2 separate regions of the Rattus norvegicus genome follow, and region 1 is linked to region 2. The links are chromatin contacts, called in public Hi-C maps. All regions are on one chromosome and are shown on one strand. The core of a region is the stretch at or near the end of the contact, and the rest is flanking DNA. Distances in the headings are between cores, read along the strand shown.

Evidence for each region. Hi-C and Micro-C count contacts between places; a contact is called where the count stands out from the background.
Region 1: a Hi-C map of liver shows a contact between it and region 2, with 9 times the contacts expected there. The contact joins the enhancer-like site here to the promoter of Hes1 in region 2. A contact is called at or near these places in 2 of 12 Hi-C or Micro-C datasets (kidney and liver).

The regions. Positions count from the first base shown.
Region 1 is chr11:84,300,310-84,303,512 of GRCr8, forward strand. No RefSeq gene overlaps it. Among named protein-coding and RNA genes, the nearest start is that of Hes1, 89 kb to the left of the region's middle. Within about 2 kb of position 1,347, at least 8 of the 93 cell types and tissues checked have an H3K27ac peak or open chromatin away from gene starts, as enhancers often do. A contact at or near this core is called in liver, where this site is marked.
Region 2 is chr11:84,211,264-84,214,404 of GRCr8, forward strand. Hes1 (hes family bHLH transcription factor 1) reads right to left here and starts at 1,782. Exons shown (of 4, transcript NM_024360.4): 1 at 1,476-1,782; 2 at 1,236-1,331; 3 at 911-998; 4 at 1-291. The coding sequence starts at 1,583.

The DNA of each region.
Region 1 (3,203 bases), core at 97-2,596, 89 kb after region 2:
CTGAGCCATCTCTTCTGACACTTTGAAACCTGTCGGACCGGTTGGCTCTCCCTTTTGGGAGGATGAGAATGTCACAGAGTTGTGGGTGTGAGCTGTGTTCTCTGCACCCTTTCCTTGGGAGGTGTATGGTGAAGGCTGGGAGAAGATGCCTCTCTAAGATCCAGGCTCCTGGGCTTGTTCCAAGTGCACCTAAACTTTTTGAGCTTGAACGTTAGGCTTTTTGTGGCTTTGTTGACATTCACGGTCTGCCCCCACCACCACCACCCCATGCAAGGTCATTTATTTTGTGGTCTCCCTTCAGTGGTTGAATTCCAATTCTCTTGGTGGTAGGCTAGGCTGGGAGAAAAGGGGAGGCGAGGAGGGGCTTTGTTAGGCGAGGCAGAGGCTGCTGCTGTGCTGGAGGCTGGGTTTCACACGCCCTCAGTACTCTGCAGTGGGAAGGTACGGGGTGGGGGCAGTTTTTCAGAGTGCGAATTGCAAAGTAGTTACAGATTCCCAAAGTTGGAAGCGATCTTGGGTCAGGTTTCCATCCACTCGACCTGAGAGAATCCTACGTGAGGCTTACAGTTCTAGAAATGGGGGGTCCGAGAGGTGTGGTGACACATCGGAGGTCTTCCTGGGAGCCAGTCAGCAGAGTGTGAACTGTGCACTCTCCCTGGCTGCCAGGAAGCTCTCAGCCTCTGGATTTGCTTCTGTACCCTATGACCTACTTTTACTGTCCCCGGACTCTGGGAAGGCCACCCAGCTTTGAGGTTTTTGGCAAATGTCTTGAATGGGCTGTCACTCACTCCAGCTTTTCAAAAGGCAGCTCCTTGAGAAGCCAGCTGTGGCGCCCACTGCCGCTCTCCTGGCAAGTTGTCCATGGCTTAGGAAGAATCGGCCATGGAGGGTTTGAGGAGACTTATTGACACCTTCACAAAGGCTTGGTCTAGGCATAAATCCTGACCAGAGTGCTAAAGAGAAATGTACGAAATGATATATGCTCACAGGGAGACCCTCACCGTCGCCTTCCCACACTCATCCATAGAATTAACTTCCAGGGGGGAAAAATGCAAAAGAGGAAGAATTCAAATAGGGCCAGACCTGTTGACTGCATCTGAAGAGAGGGGCCAAGAGACCACTACTAACTTAACTGATCAAGTAAGGCTTCCCACAGAAAAAAAATCACTCAAAAGACTTGCTTTAAAAATGTTACCTTTCACCAGAGAGTTCTAGAAGGAACAGCCCCTCTCACAAGGCCTGTGCCAGTCCCATCTAGAGAGAAAACGTGGGGATAGAGTAGGGATGGCTATTGTCTGAGATCGAGGCCAGAGGTAGTGGCAGGGTCAAGAGCAGCCCCTGGTCTTTCCTGCCTGTCTAGGGCTTAACCTCACCATGTGGCTGTTTGCCTGGGTGAAGATCAAGGCTGCACCTCTGTGTTGCTCAAGCAGGTACCTTGGCAGCCTGCCAGGTGACAGCACAGAGCTGACCTCAGCCTGATAACAGGGTAGGAATGAACTCCCTTCCCCAGCTTTCGGGCTCCAGGAGAGAGATGACAGAAAGCCACAGGGTAGGTGCAGGCATGATTCCAAGTCTCCTCAAGAGCTTCCTGAGGTGAAGTGACCAAGGGTGGGGATGGCGGAAAAACATGTATATGTTAACTGAGGCCCCGGAGGCACTGACCATTTCCAAGACTCTTTCAGTGTGGGAGCTCAGGCAGCTATGCAGCCGGTATGGGCAAGAAGAAAAGCTGGGACCCAACAGGGCATTCGTCAGGGGTAGGGGAGGCCCAACAACCTACAGGCCTAAAAGAGGTGACAGAGAGGTCACTTTTAGCACAGAGGAGACAGGTCCCAGCTGGGGAGGTGGAGGGCTGCTGGTGCAGTAAGTAGGCAGGCAAGGTAGGGAGTCCTCTGGTTCTCCTAGGAGTGACCCATTGTGTCAGGGCCCCACGGCTCAGCAGCCTTAAGCACTCAGGCTTTGCAATCAGACAGAGGGCTGACTCAGCCTCTTACCACCTGTGTGAGCACAGGCAAGTTACTTAACTCTTTGAGCTTTAGCTTCCTTATTGGGAGGGTGGGGATTAGAATGCCAACTCATAGGTCATCGCTGGGACTTTAACACAACAATGTTTCAAATGTTTATCGGAGTGGGACTTTAATACAACAATGTTTCAAATGTTTATCAGAGGTGCCTGGTACCCAGTGTAGATCATCACCATTGTCTTTGTCCTTCCGGGGTCGTTTCTAAAGACTGTGAAACTGCTGGTGTATAGAACCAGAATCTTTACGGAACTTGAATTCTTTTTTTTCCCTGGTACCGAGGAGAGATACAAGAGTGAAAGAATCCATTTGTCCTTTCTGTGAGACCTGGCTGTTTCTTTTGATTTCAGCTAGAGTGGATGGGGACAGTAAGACGTGAGGAGTGGCAATGTGGCTGTATGTCCGCATGCTTCCAAACGCTCTTTCTTACGATGGAGGCTGGAAATGAGGTCCTTCCTTCCCTGTCTTTGTTGAGGCTACTTTTGTCCCCCAGTTCTTGCTAATCTTTATGGTAGGGCAAGGGAGTTAGAAAGCTGACTCCAGATCTAGCTTAAAGCCTTGCCTTGACCCCATGCCTTAGGTAGAAGCCGTTGTCTCTCAGTACTCTATGTGGAACCAGGTGACCTCTCTCTGAGGGCTTAAGCTTGCCTGGCCAGTCTGGTTACTCCAGGCAAGATTCTTCCACGAGTTCTTCCTCAGAGCCTGGGGACCCTTCCTCGGCCTTTGGGCTGTATTGCACTCATAGGCTATGACTCACAGGAGGATTAGGAAAGTGTTGTGCTTTGAGGCATCCTGAGAAAGGGTCTACAACCTCCAACAGACCCGGGGGTGGATCAGGAGTCAGAGCAGGGACTTGTGCAGAATTTCTACAGGCCGAGGTATATCCCTCAAAGACCTCAGCTGTACCTCAAAATCAGCTTAGCACAAATATTTAAAGAACTGAAGTAGAAGATGATTGGCAGGCAGTGAGTGGTCTTGGTCTGAACCCGACTCCACAAAACAATCACACGACGGCAGAGACTATCAACAGCCAAGGCAGACTTACTTTCTTTTTCTTGCACACTGGCCACACTCAGTCCCCATATGCCTTTGCAGCTGGGCATGGCCATGCCACTGGGAGTGCCAGCATGCCCCCACCCCTCCAAGTCCGATATCTCAGATACGTGCCCATATGCCTCTTTC
Region 2 (3,141 bases), core at 532-3,031:
CGCCCCCGGGGATGGGCACAAGCGGCGGCGGCGGCGCGAATGGCGCGTGCTGGGGACCGCCAGGTCCTGACGGGGGCGGCGGCGGCGGCGCCTGCAAGGCGGGGTGCGCCTGCCCGGGGTAGGTCATGGCGTTGATCTGGGTCATGCAGTTGGCCAGGTGGCCCAGCAGCCGAGTGCGCACCTCGGTGTTAACGCCCTCACACGTGGACAGGAAGCGGGTCACCTCGTTCATGCACTCGCTGAAGCCGGCGCGGTACTTCCCCAACACGCTCGGGTCTGTGCTGAGAGCGGCTGCAGGCCAGAAGGAGAAAAGACGGGTCACCGAACAGCCCTGGCCCCGGAGCCACAGCCTCCGGCCCTGGGAGGTCCCCGCCGCGCGCCTCCGGAACCACCTGGGGTTGGGAGGGTGGGGTAGGCTAAGAACAGCCAGCTCCTTCTCCCTAGGTTGGGTACAGAAGCCAGGACACTCCCTCCATCTAAACCGATCTCAGCTCCAGATCTGCTATCCCTAGTCCCGCGCGGGACCTGACCTTGGGCAATGCCACCCAAGGCGCCTTCCAAACCCTACTTCCCCTCCTGCGGCAGGGGTTGGACCGGTGCTAAGCCACTGACCCCTACCTTCTATCCAGCCTCAAACTGCCTCAGTCCTACGTCCTTTCGCCCTCACCGGCTTCCACAACAGCCAAGCTGCCCACCACCCTTCTCGGCTACAACCTCTCCCTCCATTTCCGGAGCAGTAACAACTTGGGAGTTGTGGCTATAAATAAGACCCAGACCGTGGGAACGCGGAGTGAGCCAAGGCAGTAAAATGTAGCTGAATGCCTCTCACAACCGCGGGCGGAAGTCTGGAAGAAATCAGCGCGGGCCGAGAGGGACACCCGCAGAGAGGGGACGCACGCGCGGTCCTCACCGGTCATCTGCGCCCGCTGCAGGTTCCGGAGGTGCTTCACTGTCATTTCCAGAATGTCTGCCTTCTCCAGCTTGGAATGCCGGGAGCTCTGCGCAGGGGAAACAAGGGATGAAAGTGAGACCCCCCTTGTCAGCTGCCTCCGAGTTCTGAAGCTCCCCATCCGCATGTCCCACATCCCAGGGTCTTGCGGCCTCTCTCCCGCCTGTGGGAACGCAGTGCTGGTGGGGTAAGATCCACACACAGCAGGCAAAGAGTTTAGCTCTTTGTGCCTGGGAAATGCCATTACATTCGTAATTTCATTTAAAAAAATGCATTGCTCACTTACATCTTTCTTAAGTGCATCCAAAATCAGTGTTTTCAGTTGGCTCAAACTTTCATTTATTCTTGCCCGGCGCCTCTTCTCCATGATAGGCTTTGATGACTGCAAAGGGGGGAAAAGAGGTCCTGAGTTCCCACGGGATCTGCCATTTCACCCCGAGATTTTAAGAGAAAAGTAAAAGGAACCCCATTGCGCGCACCCCATTTAATTTCTAGGGCCATTAGAGAGATGCAGGTACTGTCTTACCTTTCTGTGCTCAGAGGCTGTCTTTGGTTTGTCCGGTGTCGTGTTGACACTGGCTGGGGTAGCAGCCACCGGGGACGAGGAATTTTTCTCCATTATATCAGCTGGCATTTTCCTTTTTTTCTTTCTTCTCAATCCCCAGAGAATTTTATTTTTGGAATCCTTCACGCAAAAAAAATATTTTTTTGCTTACGTCCCCTTTACTTGGCTTTCATAAGAAAAACTACGGAGCAGTTGAGGGTTTATTATGTCTTAGGGCTACTTTGTGATCGGTAGCGCTATTCCAGGACCAAGGAGAGAGGTAGACGGGGGATTCCGCTGTTATCAGCACCAGCTCCAGATCCAGTGTGATCCGCAGGCCCTGGCGGCCTCTATATATATCTGGGACTGCACGCGAACGGCTCGTGTGAAACTTCCCAAACTTTCTTTCCCACAGTAACTTTCAGCCAATGGGAGGAAGAGACACGCGGCACCGCTCGTGGACTGCGCCCCCCCATTGGCCGCCAGGCACAAGGTCTGGCGGCCAATGGCGCGCGCCTGAGCCCAGGGCACCGGAGGCTACAACGTCAATCAAAAGGATTTTAACCCTTTGCTAACTCCTCTGGGCTTTGCTTTAGAGGATTTTTTTTCCCCCGTCTTGGTTTTAGTCTGGTCTATTTCTTTTGTGGCCACATCTTTGGTTTTTGTTTTTCTTCCTACAAGCAATATAGCTACTTTATATAATAAGTTCGTTTGAAAAATATTTTGAAAAGATATAGGCCAAAATTAAGTGATTAAATTTCTGTCTTCATGAATTCTGTTCGAACTCTGTATGTTTAGTGGAGTGAAAACTGCTCATGTGGGGCGGAGGGTCAATACCACCCCCCAAAAAAACCCAAATACTCCCTTATCCTCCCCCCAAATGCCTTCACAGGCAGGGTTTTCGGAGGAGCAAGGTGCCTTTTGGGTGCCTGTCTCCTATCCAGCCCGTTCATTCCTCTCCTGGAATTGCAGTTTTAGACCTCACGCTTCTCCAGGAAACAATCAGAATAATTTCCTACTGGGCAGAAAGGAAATGGAATTTCAAATGAAAAAAATGAACAAGGGGGCTTTGATAGCAATGCCACAGGAGGGGCGCGCTCGCTCCTCTGCCACTCTCTACCTCTTCAGGCTCTCAGTTGGCAGTGGGGAGAGACCGGAGACAAGGGAGTTGGTCCTCTCTCCTCACCCCGCGGGCGGCCAAGGCGGCCTCGGCGCCCGGCGCGCGAGCCCTTTAAGAGCTCCACCAGCCGAGCTGCAGTTTGACATCAGCCGGCCGGCGAGGGCGCGCCTGGAGTCGGAGCACGTGCCAGGATGTTTTATTGCCGCCGCGGCTGCGGCCGGGGCCCAGAGGATGTGTGTGTGCGTGCGTGTGTGAGTGTGTGTGCGCGCGCCCCGGGGGCAGGGAGGCGGAGGCCGGCGGCGGGCGGCCGGGAGCGGGGGCCGCCTCTAGTCCCCGGGAGAAGCCAAGAAGGTAAATAGCAGCTGCTGTGCTCGAGCCTGGGAAAACCCCGCCCCCTGCGCCTGGCCCGGGCTCATTGGCGCGCGCTGCGTGTGGGGTGTGTGCGTGCGAGTGTGTGCCTGTGTGTGTGTCCGTGTGTCCGGGGCCCCCTCCTCCGGCCTGGGCGAGCCAGGAATCCGTGGGGGCGGC